Linked DNA regions of Rattus norvegicus: region 2 is linked to region 1. The links are chromatin contacts, called in public Hi-C maps. All regions are on one chromosome and are shown on one strand. Each heading gives the region's core, a stretch centred on a gene start, on an enhancer-like site or on the middle of the called end of the contact. The rest is flanking DNA. Distances are from core to core; before and after follow the strand shown.

What was found. A called contact is a pair of places that touch in the nucleus more often than the background predicts.
Region 2: a contact with region 1 is called in a Hi-C map of the A7r5 cell line, with 12 times the contacts expected there. The contact joins two enhancer-like sites. A contact is called at or near these places in 4 of 12 Hi-C or Micro-C datasets (the A7r5 cell line, the Rat2 cell line, Schwann cells and 1 more).

The regions. Positions count from the first base shown.
Region 1 is chr17:52,210,971-52,218,233 of GRCr8, forward strand. The region is part of intron 6 of Sugct (succinylCoA:glutarate-CoA transferase); the gene reads left to right. Among named protein-coding and RNA genes, the nearest start is that of Sugct, 140 kb to the left of the region's middle. Within about 2 kb of position 3,676, at least 5 of the 93 cell types and tissues checked have an H3K27ac peak or open chromatin away from gene starts, as enhancers often do.
Region 2 is chr17:52,333,141-52,340,668 of GRCr8, forward strand. All of the region lies in intron 9 of Sugct (succinylCoA:glutarate-CoA transferase), which reads left to right. Among named protein-coding and RNA genes, the nearest start is that of Sugct, 260 kb to the left of the region's middle. Within about 2 kb of position 6,206, at least 4 of the 93 cell types and tissues checked have an H3K27ac peak or open chromatin away from gene starts, as enhancers often do.

The DNA.
Region 1 (7,263 bases), core at 2,426-4,925:
TTTTAACCCTCAGATCAGCTAGTCTTTACATAATGAGTTTTACCAGGACTGTTACATGCCATCGTTGTCCCTTAGTTTTATGTTATTTCTCAGCCCTGAGATTTAATGTCACTGAGAATATTTAGCAGCCATGTTTATTTAAGTTTGCACTGTGAAAAAGTTTTAATTGCTCTCAACCATGGCTTCAAGGATTTTTCTCTATGTGCTGCTTTCTTAACTTTTGTTCTTTTTGTTTTTTACTTATTTATTAAATAAAGATGTATATTTACCCTTAATTGAGAATTTTCCTCTTGACAATGGAACGAGGGTAAAGGTGATTCTTATTAAGTTGTTATTCATTTATATTATCCGTTTATCTGGACTTAATTTGAGATGATGTTTAGTCTTGCTTTGTAAAGAGGTCTGTACTGAATACTTTTTTTGTGTTCATTGCCTAGAATGTCCTTTCAAAGGCTGACGTAGTGCTGTTATTTGGAGTGTGGGAATCCAGCTATAGGAGTTAGTTTATGTGGGAGTCTGGCTGGGTTTTCAAAATTTTCTTTTCTATTCAAAGCTTGTTTTACATTTCTGTCATTTAAGATTTGATTTTTCTCTTGAAGATAAAAATGTATAACAATGCTAACTGGCCTCGATTTTTTGTTGGTTTGTTTTTAGTCATTTTTATGGTATATCTATCAAACTATAAGATGAGTTCTTTTAGAAAATAATAAAGCTTACAATATGAAACTAACTACTCATAGTTTTTAAACATTGAAATATATAAAAATCCATAGTTGGAGGTCAAATTTTATTTCTTTTCATTATATCACTATGGTTTCTAATAGCCTTTTCCTCCATTGTTGAATAAGTATTTTGGGATTTAAAACAATCTGTGCTTGTGACAATAGATGCACTGGCCAGGCATCAGAACTTAGTAGTGACAGACTCCATTTAGATGATGAGTGTTTTAATGACTTTTTGTTTTTCTTTTCATAAAAATATATTGCATACCACAGTTAAGATAATTTTCTAGATACCCAATCATCCTGACTCCCATAAATTGCATCAAAGCAGCTTTTGAAACTTTATGTGAAGAATATCACAGCCATGAAAGGAATAGCATAAAGCACAAAATATGCACAGTTAGTTGATAAGCAGTAAATTTCTACTGTCTACCTAGTATGATTATATATTGTTGGAAAATACATGTGCATAAAACAACTGTAAAATAAACAGTACTTTTAGCATTACCAATTAGATATAGTTTAAAACGATGGTGATTCTGTGATAAAGGCAGGATGCTTTTGTTATATCATTCAGTTCATCTCTTTGTTTGAATTGGGAGCGTATATCTGTTAGCATGATGTTTTCCATGTTTTAAGTTCTTTGCAATTAACGAATCAGTTTTGCTGCTGCTTCTGATAGAAATTGGTGATCTAATTTCATACGTTGTTGGGAGAGCAAAGCACACTAATCACACTTTTAGTCTTAAACTAGGTCTAAATTGTTGGCATTCCTAAGCAAAGTTTTGTTCCAAATAGTTTATAAATTGTTGGTGCTCATGGAAATACTTTGTAAAATATTATTCATAGTCAATGATTGTCAACAGTTTAATAGCTGCTTATAGGATCATGGTAAGTGGTGGTATGACTTTGGGTGTGAATACTTGGCTATTCACAGCACCATTTTTCTCATAGTAATTAAAATGGGGCAATAAAACTTATTCCTTTTAGTTGCTGTGAAGCATAAATGAGATGATATATGAAGCATGAGTATACTTCCTTTAAATACTTTGGCCATACTATATTTTTATTGGTCATTTTATTTATTTACATTTAAAATGTTATCCCCTTTCCTGGGTTTCCCTCCACGAACCCCCTATACCATCTCCTTCCCCCTGCTTCTATGAGGGTGATCCCTCCACTTACCTACCCATTCCAGCCTCACTTCCTTAGCATTCCCATAGGTTGGGGCACCAAGTTTCCCCTGGACCATGGGCCTCTCCTCCAACTGATGCCAGATAAGGCAAACCTCTGCTGTATATGCATCTGGAGTCATGGGTCCGTCCATGTGAACTCTTTGGATGGTGGTTTAGTCCCTGGGAGCCCTGGGGCATCTGGTTGGTTGATATTGTTGTTCTTTTCAAGGGGTTGCAAATCCCTTCGTCTCCTTCAGTCTTTCCCCTAACACCTCCGTTGGGGTTTCCATGCTCAGTCTGTGGCCATAATATTTTCAAATATTTATTTATTTGTTTATGTCCCAATCACTGCCCCCCTCCCGATCCCTCCCTCACTAAGACCCTTTATAGCCCCACCGCCCAGTGTCTGAGAAGACAAGACCCTCGTCCCTCCCTGGTATGTCAAGTCTCTACCAGATTAGGTGCTTCTTCTCCCACTGAGATCAGAGAGGTCAGCCGTGAAGACTGAGCTTCCTGTCTGCTACATATGTGCCTGTGGGCCTTGTTCCAGCCCATATATGTTCTTTGGTTGGTGACTCAGATTCGGACAGCTCCCAGGGTCCAGGTTTGTTGACACTGTTAGTCTTCCTGTGGAGTTCCCATCAGTCCTTCTCCCAGGTCTTCCTTAGGTGTCCCTGATCTCCATCTCGTGTTTGGCTCTGGGTATCTGCTTCTCTTTCTGTCTACTGCTGGGTATAACCCCTCAGAGGACAGTTATGCCAGGCTCTGTTCTTCAAGCATAACAGAACATCGTTTATAATGTCAGGCGTTGGAGATTGTCCATGGGGTGGGTTTCTCGTTAGGCTGGTTTTTGGTTTGGCCATGCTGTTTTTATAACTCTAACTTGTCTCTGTTATTTGACCTATGAAGTCCTTGAATTTAGAACTCTTAAATTGGCTTGTAGTTTTGTTTCATTGGAATTTGTTTTAGTGTTTGTGACAGGAGGGAGGAAAAGAGAAAGAAACATATGGATATGACTGTAGAAAGAAAAAAAACATTAAAGTAAATTATGACTGAGGGAAAAGTTTCAAACAGGAGGCTTTCCACATGTTCATAAGAAAGTTGAGCAAAAAAGCCACAAGATTGTGAAATTCTGGTCCTTTTGGCTCTTCATGTTTCAAGAAAGAGTCATGACAAAGGAAGTACTCACAAAGCGAAGAGCAAACACCAGGAAAAAAGACTTTAGAAAGCTATCTCCCGAGTTCACTTTTGAATCAATCCATGTAAAGCAGAAAGTGCCTAAGAATAGAGAGTGACTTCTGCTCAGTTTTCTGCTGAAGGCCTCTGACCTTAGTGCTACTTCCTGTCTCTGAAAGCCACTTTCTTATCTGTATGCTGAGAACTTTGGCCTAAAGTCTTTTCATAAATAATATTACTTGGTGTTCTTTCGTTTTGTTTTTTGATGTATTTTTATATATTCAAAATGGAATTAGCATAGCATTTTAGAATTTATTATTTTATTGTTTTAAATATTACTCTGAAAACATGATAAGCAGTATAGTGTAACAAATTTTCAGTACCCAGTTTAATAAATTATAACTTACCATGCTTTATTCATAATCCTGCTTATGATGGATCTTCCAAAGAATGTGTACAAGTAAAGTTTAGAACTCACATAACTTCCTTTTTAATTATCTCAGAATATATTGAATGGGAAATGACCTTGTTAAATCCTCAGTAAAGCTGGCAGAGTGGCTCAGCTTGACTACCTGAGTTCTATCCCCGGGATCCACATGGTGGCAGGAGAGAGCCAAGACATCGGGTTTCCACAGAGACTGTGGCAAGCATGAATGCCAGTTCTATCTCTGTCTCTCTGTCTCTGTCTCTGTCTCTCTCTCTCACACACACACATTCACACACATTTAAAGCCTAAATATGCAGACCATTATTACACTTGAATAAAAATAGTAATTAATGTAATTAAGCATGCGAGTGCCATTCAAATTTCTGTGCCTCAAATTTGAAATCCAAAAGCAGGCCGCAATTCCTTCTTTACCTCACAGTGCCTCTCGAATCTTTCATTTTCGTTATGATTTCCATAATTTTTTCTTTTGTCCTGTTATGGAAATTGTGTTTCTGTGGTGTCTCAATTTTTAACAGTACATAGACAAATCTGTAAGATTATTTGAGTTTTTATTAGAGTTTTCCTTTCCTTAAGAATATTTAATAGGAAATTATGATTGTTTTCCTCGGTATCACATAAGATCTTTTTGTAAAGTTGGAAGTTATGTTTTATTATCAATAATGTTTGCCCACATCTATTAATTTAGTAGGAATTGCATGGCTTTGGGTTTTCTTCATGGTTGGTAAAATTTTATAAAACAAAGCTTTCTGGATGCTGGGGAGATGTATAAGTTGGCAAAATGCTTGCCATGCAAAAACGAAAACCTAAATTTGAATTGTCAGAGCTCACCTAAAGCTCTTGGCAAGGCAGCTTGTGTTGGCAACTCCAATGCTGGGTGATCAGGGTGCAGAGAGCTAGATGGATCCCTGGTGCTCTGAAAACACCGATCCTAGCCGATCAGTGAGTTCCATGTACAGCTAGAGAACCTGTGTTTTGTTAAATACGGTTTAAGTGATTTAGTAAGGCATCTGTCTTCATCTCTGGCCTCCAGATGTATTTATAACACACACACACACACACATGCACACACACATGCACACACACATACACACACACGCACACACACACATACACACACATGCACACACACATGCACACACACATACACACACATCACATACATACACACACATACACATACACACACACACACGCAAACATAAGTTACATCTTTAACTACTTGGTTATTCTGGGTATCGTTTACTTATTGAAGGTTAGGTAGATGTAAAATTTTTCCCTTATGAATCTTCACAATATGAATTTATTCCCTACTATATACCAGTGGTTATAGGTGATTAAAAATTCATTATGAACCCACAAAATTTAATACACTTAATTTGTTTCAATCAGATAGCAGGAATACTTGTATTCTCTATTCTTGGACATTTTCATTGAGAAGAAAACAAACAATTGAGTTAAATAAGAAGTAAAAATACCAAGTCTTTATTCATATTTTAATTTTAATTTCAAAAGTGTGTGTGTGTGTGTGTGTGTGTGTGTGTGTGTGTGTGTATGTGGAGAGGTGTTTAGGACTACATATTATGACAAGCTTGTGGAGGACAGAGGGCAATTTTGGAGAGTCAGTTCTGGTCTCTTACCTATTTAGTTTCTCTTATGTTTTCTGTGTACAGCCTATTCCAGACTAGCTGACCTATGAGCTTTCTGCCTGCTCTCTGCCCCCTCTCTCTGCCTCCCACATCACGGGAGGAATGCTGGGATTACAAATGCATACCACCATAGCAGGCGTGGGTTCTAAGACTAGAACATCTCAAAATATTTTATTACCTTTGGTTCTTCCAGGTAATGGTCTATTGTTAGAATTTCTGCAGCTTTTAGAATATTAGTGTTAGCTATCTAATTGTATCAACACATATATATGTTATGTTGAATATACATATCATATACACAATCAAGCATATATATATATATATATTCACTACTGGCACAGGCGTAGTCATCTTTGAAATGTCTTTCTTCATTGTTCTTAAGTGCCTGCCAGTGTCTGTGTCCTGGAGGGAGTCAGATTGCAGATAGTGAAGATGGGAATATGTGTGAAGTAGCAGCAATAGAGGGCCAGAGGAACTAAAGAGCCGTCCATGTTTAGAGAAGAACTATACTGAATGTAAATTGTTTTGGGGTGTGGCAAAAGATATATGGAGTGGTGAGTGATTTTATCAATTTCAACAGAAAGAACTCCATCATAAAGAGTGCAATGTGTCATGTCAAGAAATATTATTATTTTAAGAATTTTAGTATGAAAAAAATCTTGATCAGATTTTTGGAAGTTCTTTGTATCACATGAAGAGTAAACTGAGGTCAGTAATAAAGAGCATAAGAGCTTAGATAGATGTGGAAGATACCTGGCAGATCAAATAATCAACCAGGAATTATTGATCAGTTGGACATGAACACAAAGTGAAAGACAAGAGTTTAGGGTAACTTAGGGTTTTGATTGTGCATATGCTGAGATGTGTTTTCTATTAATGAGATAGTGACTATAGGAAAGGAAACAGTGTTGGTTAATGGTGTGTGAGTTGACTGAACTGGGATATCATTTCTGTTTAGGGCATCAACAGCTGGTAGGATTTTGGGCTTTTGGATGGAGCTGCCTATGAAAACAGAGGTACAGCAAACATCATTGGATTTAAGAACACAGATTTGAGTAAACTCTCAGCGCTGCTATAATACTTCCCATGCCTTCTTTTGTTCTCTTTCCTTTTATTATCATCAGGCTAAAGCCCCATCCTGAAGCTTTTGGTTGCTTAGAACCCTCAAGCTTCCTTTAGGCTGATTTCTGTCAGGAGAGCTGTCCTGAGAACTGAGGCTCTCTGGGTCTGGAGCAGGTGTATCTAAGCATTGGGTGCCACTAAGGTGCTGAGTCTGACCCAACACAGTACGGAAATGGGTTCTATGAGCAGCATCCATTCAGTTCCATTCTTCCGGGGTGTGTGCGGAACCTCTCAGTTCGTCAAAGGGATTTGTGTTTCCTCAAATGATAAGGATTGGTAGAGTATTGAATACTGTAAGGCGTCACAGAGTTACAGAGAGAATGAGTGCCTGTTACTGCTGGTTTTTAAGATTGCTGGTGAAGGGGAAAGGAAGACATGGCAAGGCACTATTCAGAGGAAAAGTAAAGGAACCCAGGAGCATACTCTTAGTGTCTCAACTGCAAGTTTTGCTGTGTAGTCAGTGTTTATAGAAGCCACAAGATGGCGAGCTTGTCCCTCACAGAGAAAGTAAGTGAAAAGGCAGGGGAGAGAGAGAGAAAGGGAGGGAAGGAGGGGGAAAGAGAGTGAGAAAGAGTAAGGGGGGGGAGAAGAGAGGAGAGAGAGAGAGAGAGAGAGAGAGAGAGAGAGAGAGAGAGAGAGAGAGAGAGAGAGAGAGAGAGAGAGAGAGAGAGAACAGTGTCCATCTGCTTTCATCTGCTTTTCTACACCCTCTTTAAATTTCGTTTACTCCAATTTTCAACAGAAAGAACTGATAGTTTTTGTTTGTTTGTTTGTTAACTTTGGATCATAAGTTTTTGAAATGGTAAAGATAAAAATGAAACAAACAACCCCAACCATTTGTATTTCATTTTCAGATTCAGATAGCTATTGAATTTTTCAACAGATAATTCTAGTTTTTACATTACTAACAGATAAATCTAATTGTTAATACAGTTCTCAAAACTGTTGGTATTATTAATAGCATTTAAATAGTT
Region 2 (7,528 bases), core at 4,956-7,455, 120 kb after region 1:
TGAGGAGAGACAGCACTTTGTTATCGTTCCTCAGACAATGTCCAAGTGCTGTTAAATCATGCAGATTAGGTAACATCGAGAATATTTTTATATTTTTTAGCTCACATTAAGAAACCCTTTTAAATGTCAGAATTTAAACAATACACATCTGTCTCTTTTTATGTGTGGTTTTGTTTTTAAATCATAGTCACACAAAGGCACTCAGTAAAGTGTGAAGATACAGATTGAACAACCGTGTGCCTGCCCTGCATACCTAACTTAGTTGATGAGATGGTAATAATCAGTAATGACCATTCCGAATACCACCGAACACATGGCAGATAATTGGGACACATATTTATGTATGTTTATTACATATCAAACTTCATTTTCATTTTATACTGATTAAAAGGATATCTAGAACTGGGCAGGGGTGGTGCTCCATTTTAATTGCACCATTTTTGAGGCAGAGGCAGGTGGATCTCTGTGAATTTGAGGCTATCCTGGTTCACAGAGTGAGTTCCAGGACAGCCAGGGCTATGTTCAGAAAACCAGACAACAACAACAACAACAACAACAACAACAACAACAACAACAACAGCAACAAAAGTAGGAGACCTAGAGAAATTAAGCAAATTTCCTATGTTCTAGCCTAGAATCATGGATTTAGATTCTAAGATTTATTTTACCACTATATCCAAATTAGAAGTTCCAGTACAATGCACAATACAAGATAGGTGTTTGTTTCTTTATTAGATAGGGAATTCTTCCTTTTTCATCATGTGTTTGAAATGAAAGGAAGCGTATTTGTTATGATTCTACAAGGCAAAAATCATAGCGTGGGTCCCCGCCATAGAAGTCTCTCTGAACTCTGAAGTATGAAATGTTACAAGTTCCCAATGAGCTTCAGACCACTGCTTCTGTGTCTTGAGCCCACTGTGAAGGAGACAGTATGTTAGTCTTGCAAACAACAGGAACTCAGAAATAGTATAGCAGGAACAACTCAGAGGGCTTGAGGTTTGGCATTCAACCTGGAAGAATGAAATGAGACAGTGTGAGCTGGGTATCTTGCCTGACTCCAATTAAGTCCCAAGTAAACTCTTAGTGCTATAGGTGAATTGTCATTATAACTTTGTGACTATTTTCTGTAAAAGTCTGAAATAGTATCTAAAATCATATCTATGAAAACTTAGGAGCAAAATAAGTATGTGAAATTTTTAGTTTAATTCGTTTTACATTATTTAAAGAATGAGGGCAACATGATGCATTTTTATTTCAATATTACTGAGATATTGCCCAACTGTAGCAATATTAAAAGAATTTTTTGAGATGAGGAAGATAATATAGAGTGACTTAGTCACTAAAGGCAATGAGAATTTAGTTTAATAATGTTAATAAAGATGCAGTAAAACTCACAGTCAACCAAATGAAAAAGAACACTTTGATTACTATATGAAGTATTCTCTAACAAGAATGGGGGTCCATCTTTATAAATGTATATATATGTTCTTCAAAACAGTAAGAAGAGAAGTTTGCTTTCAGTTTTAAGAAAGCAAGAGAAAGGACTGGGGATGGCTCAATGGTTAAGAGTGCTTACTGCTCTCCTAGAACTGGAGTTCGGTTCCCAGCATTCATGACAAGCAGACGTAACTCCAGTTCTATCGAATCTGATGTCCTCTTCTGGCATCCTCAGGCAGTCACACACATTTAACATACACTCAAACAAACACATAAGAATCCTTTAAAGGATGGGAGAAATACGAACTATGTTACATAGTCTTCTCTAATAATTATCCATTAACTATTTTATTATTAAAATGAAGGCAAAGAAACTGCAAATCGACAAACAATAAATTAAAGACATTAATTGATGAAAGTAGTGAAACTTTTATGTCAGCATTGCTCCTGATAGGATCATTTTAAAATAGGTTAGACTTCCGGTCTTCCATGACAGTCATTCAGCATCCCAAAGTTCTGAAAAATCTAACGGCATCTGCCACTGATAACCTTTAAAGTCTCTGATGACCACTGAGTTCACACTTCTGTTAATTTATTTCTTTGTATCAATAATTTTTCTTGCAATTTTTTCCTCAATGCTGAAAGTAAAAATTCATTTTACTTATTTATTTGATATAAACTCCCACATAAATTCTAACATAACCCTGTTCTGGTTTGAATGAGTTACGCCTCCCATAGACTCGTGTATTTGAAACCTTGGTCGTCTGTGGTACTGTTTGAGGAGACTGAGGAACCTTAGTGAATCCTTGGTGGAGGAAGTAAGTCACTGTGAGTGGCTTTCGTGGTTTATAGCCTCACCTGCTTCCTGCTCCCACTTTGCTTCCAGTGAGCGAATGAATTGTGAACAGCTAATTTCTTGTCCCTGGTGCGGTTTCCAGCTACCGTGTCTGTGATGGAAATATAAGCCGAAATAAAGCACTTTTTACTTAAAAAAGGAAGTATGAGTTACTGAGTTATAGCAAAAACATTAGATTATATTTCTTTTTACTTTATTTTGGGTTTTGTACTGTTAATAGTTGACTCAAGGGCCTCATTGGGTTGTGGAATGTGTACTATAGCACTGAGGTGGGTTGTAGTGTGTGGGCTATACCACGTAGCCATAGCCCTGGTACTCAGAGTGCATTTCAGAAAGTTCTGCAAATTTTAAATTAATTAGCAGTGGCATTAAAGTTCATTTTCTGGTAAATCGAAGTGCTAATTTTGTGATCTCTTCCCCTTTCTTTCTAAGGTTGGGCCAGGTATCATGTATGTACTTCAAAGCTTTTGAGTGCCTCGATTCTCATCAATTTCAGATTCTTGTTAAAACAAAATGAAGCCTTCTTTAAAGGTCCTGGTTACTTTGAAATAAACTGGCATGGACTTTGCCACAACTCTAAGAAAATAGGTCATTTGGCAGTCTAAGAGGCAGATAAAATTAGGGGATATGTGCCAGCTCTTGGCATAGTAGTTCCCACTCTGCTTTTCCTTGTAAAGGCTTAGCTTTCTTTGATTTAAAACAAAATTCCTGAACTTCAGATAATTTCGATGCTCAAGGACAGTATACTGTGATGCTTAAAAACTATTTTTGATTTTTGAAAATCACAATGGCCTTCAGTTAACAACTGCAGAATTTTAAACACTCGTCACTGCAGGGCTAAGTACTGAGAGGCACAAGGAAAGGCAATGAATTAGTAAACATTTGGAGGTGTTTTGGAATTTCATCTGCTTCTCTTGCATTCTCAAGTTACATGAAGAATTGATATGATTGTATATTTCCTATGCTAACAAATGCTAAAAATTATCAAAAAGAACGAGTGTCATTTTGAATACGGAAGCACGATAAATAGCCATCGTGATTAGTAACACGTTAGTAAGAGGCATTACAACTGGGAGGTGATGTTAATGAGGGATTACTATGTACCAGTTATTAAATGCTTCATACATATTAATTTAGTCACACAACAGTCCTTTAAATAATCATGAAATTTATATTAATACTTATATTACAATATATTTCTCTCTTTCCAACAAAGAAACAGAGGAAATGAGAGTTTAGGTAATTTGGTCACAGTCACAATTATATGTTATAACTGGGCCTCTAACTTAGGCAGGAGGACCTGGGTCTATGAAAGGCTCTGGCAGATGATTTTCTGTCTTAATGTTACCTTGGAGAAAGAATTATGTGGCATTTTTCTCTTCATAATTTCTCCCTCAAGGCTGCCAAGAACAGTTGAAGAGGCGCAAACATTTCAGTTGCTTATTCATTACAGAGATCCTTAATTATGACTTAAAAGCAAATTTCCTCCAGGAAGTCAGGTTTTACATCTTCAGAATATATCTTTTGATTACATATGCTAAAATTGTATTAGAATAGTAATTAGGTCAGCTTGTAGTGAAACCGTTCTATCTTTCTTTCCATCATTTTAATGAAAATACAATCTTTGAGCAATACACAAGTTTGGGGTGGTTTTAGTTATTCTTGAGATTTTCAAATGGTATTTCCATGAGGTCGTAGGCTAGGGCAGGAGTTGGAGACAGAAGGTATATGTGGGACATGAGGGAATAAATCTTGAGAGAAACCAAGTAGAGACATTTCTAAAAATTTTAACTCCATGTCAAAGGAAGAAATTCTATCTTTCTGCTTTTATTAGTTTGAAATAAAGGTTCCACTGCTTGAAAGAGCTCGTTTGTCCCAAGTTAGTAATTTTGTATGAAAGGATCAGACAGGACTGGAAAGTGGTTTTTTGCATGTTTGTATGTTTTAGGGATGACAGATTGGTCTCCTTCCTTGTTGGAAATTCTTGTGGGTCATAGGCTTCTAGAACTAGAAACTAAGTCTACTCTAGAGCAGAGGGAGGCTGTGCTAAGGGAGTCATGTGTGGCCTGCAGGGCTCATCTGTGGAGGAGAGATCAATTCGCTGTTAAGACACTAGGCTGTGGTGTCGTGACCCTCAGGCTCACTACATCCATCCTTCACTCTTCTACAGACTTTCCAAGCTCTGTCCTATGTTTGGGTGTGGGTCTCTGCATCTCTCCCAGGCATAGCAGTGTCAGAGGCTGGTTTTCTCCAATGGGATGTGTCTCAAGTTGGGGCAGTCATTGGCTGTCCATTCCCTCAATCTCTCCTCCATCTTTATCCCTGTGCATCTTGTAGGCAGGACAGATTTTGGGCGTGGCTACAGGAGTTGGCCACTTCAGTCTCCATATCCCCAACTGCTAGGAGTCTCAGCTAGGGTCAACCCTAGAGAATTCTGGGAGCCTCCCCAATTCCATGTCTCCTCCTAGTCCCAGAGATGCCCTCCCACAGATTTTTGTTCTCTTTCCCACACCCCTGCTCACACCTGATCCCATTCCCATTCTCTTCCTCACCCCCTCTACCACCCAGTTCCCCCCTCTCCATCCACCTCCGATGTCTATTTTATTTCCCCTTCTGCATCTATGCAAGCATCTTCCCTTGGGCCCTTCTTACTACTTAGTTTCTCTTGGGTCTGTAGATTGTATCATGGTTTCTTTTATGGCTAATATCCACTTATAATTGAGTACATTCCATGTGTATCTTTCTGGGTTTGGGTCACCTCACTCAGGATGATATCTTCTAGTTCCATCTATTTGCCTATAAGTTTCATGATGTCTGTTTTTAATAGCTGAATAGTATTCCATTGTGTAGATGCACGTTTTCTTTATCCATTGTTCAGTTGAGGGACATTTAGGTTGGTTCCAGTTTCTGGCTATTACTACAAAAATACCTACACAGTAAATTAACCTGGGCCCATGAGAGCTCGCAGAGACTGAACCACCAACCAAAGAGCATGCAGGGGCTCCACTTAGGCCTCCTACGCATTTGTAGCAGATTGTGCAGCTTGGTCTTCATGAGCATGCCCTAACGACTAGAATAATGGAATTTGTGAGAGTGTGACAAGGAGGCTGCAATTGGAATGTAAAGTGAAAAAAATGAGCAAATAAATGAAAAATCATTTTTACTAACTTCAAAATAATAAAATAAGGAGAGTAGACTGGTAATTCTATGTAGAGGTCAAGGTTCTTTAGAATAAGCCATATAAGTCTGGATTCAGGCAGCAATTGGGGTTGCTGTAGTTTTGCTCTGTTCTTAGAAGTAACCCCAGAAACTTGTATTAAGATTCTGAATAGGTTTGGTTCCTTACCCTGGTAGATCCCTGTTCAAGAACAAATTAACTTGAGTAGTGGGAAAAAAAATGAGCTCTGAAACACGTATAAATTACTACTATAATTTAGTTAGGGTCTAGATGTATATATAGTTCAGTGGCAGAATGTTTCTCTCTATGTTCATGGCTTGAATTGCATCCCAGCATTGCAAACCAAAAGCCCATGAGGGGTGTTTACAATGAAAGGGAACACACATTGTATTCAGTGCTGAAGTGAATATGTATTGGAGACCTGAGCAGAGGGAGCAGTAAATATGTTGGGGAGTGGGGCCATGAGGTCTGAGCACTGACCAAAGTCATGTTAAGGATTCCTTTGACCCGTTTGTCGTCTGAGGGTAGGAACAGATGTGAGATCTCTTGGGACCTGGCTTCCATGAGAAGTCTAGGAGTGGCAGCATGGGTATCAGCTGCATGTTTTTCAGATCTGGCAGGCTCTGTCTGGTTCACTCAGTGAGCAGAGGCGATTCATTTTCACATTAGGCTTTGGGAATCTTTGCTATAATTTGAATTTTCCCTTTTGTCATCCCAGAAAGAGTCCACTAGATGTCACTCTTGTAACCTGGTAATGGGGATTCTAATTTTCAGCTGGGCCTTGCAAGAATTTCTGACCAAGATCTTATTATTAGATGATTTCCATCCCACCCCCAGGGCTACTGATATACACACTGATTATTTAAGGTAAAATTACCTTTCTTCTTTGGTTCAAAGTATTCACAGGGATTCCTGGAAACGATTTTCATTTTGTTGAATTAGCACTGCTGTTCACTGCCTCCCACCCCCCTTTTTGCAGGAGTTAGTCTGTCATTATATAATGTTAACATGGGGTATGCTGCCAATTCTTTGACTAGCTCACTGAGAGAGTACCACTCTGGGCTGCACACACTAACACACAAGCTAGATCTCTGTGGAAATTATTGAGAGCAGAAAGGAATGAAGGCTGGATTGTGGAATTAGCTTCAACCTGGGATGTGTTTGCTGGAGGAAGTGCCAGCTTTTCTGCGATCTTGGAGTGTCTCTAGGGTAGTTTTATAAAGAAGACTAAGTAGGCCTACAGAAAGAAGTCTAACTGTAATCTTGTAGGGAGTTAGCTTCAGCCATGGAATGAATGTAAGCACATTTGCAGGTACAGTAACATCCTGAGGGAGATTATATACTTTGAGAGATGTATCAGGTGCTTATGAAAGGACCTGTTAACAGCTGGTTAGGTCTGCATGTTAGAAAAGACAGTTGGACAGATTAAAGACCATGCTTTGGAAAAGCCCAGCCTGAGAAAGTTAGTTTCTTGAAATAAATCAATTACTTGCACAGTTCTTCCTCTTAGTCTGATGTGGGTTTTCATCTGTTGCAACAAATGTAGCAGAAAATGGAGTAAAGTAACAGGTGTGTGTATATCTGACTGTGTTTCCTGAGCATGTGTATTTGTTCTTCTGGAGGGAGGGGCACCCGATTTGTAACATGCATTGCTAAATGAATGAAAATGTTTATTCTAATTAATTTCAACAAAGAAAAAATACCAACATAACAGTAGAATAACTTTAGCTTAAATGCGATTGCCTTTTGTTGGAAAGGCAGTTGGGATGTTTTCTTCAAAGTTAGAGTCCTTACCAGGTTGTTTATTAGGACTTGGTCTTGATTGCTGGGAAAAGAATTAATTTTACATTATTTTGCCGAAAATACATATTTATATTTTCAAAGCAGTACTTTTCTCCACATCCTTCCCTTTTAATTGTCATTCCTGAGGCACAGAGCTGCCAGGAACAGCATCATACATTGACATGCTGTTTGGCTTGCAGCAAGGTCTTGGGAATTACGTCCTTGAAACACTGCTTGATTTTGCAGATCTGCATTCATCTAAATAGCTGAAAATA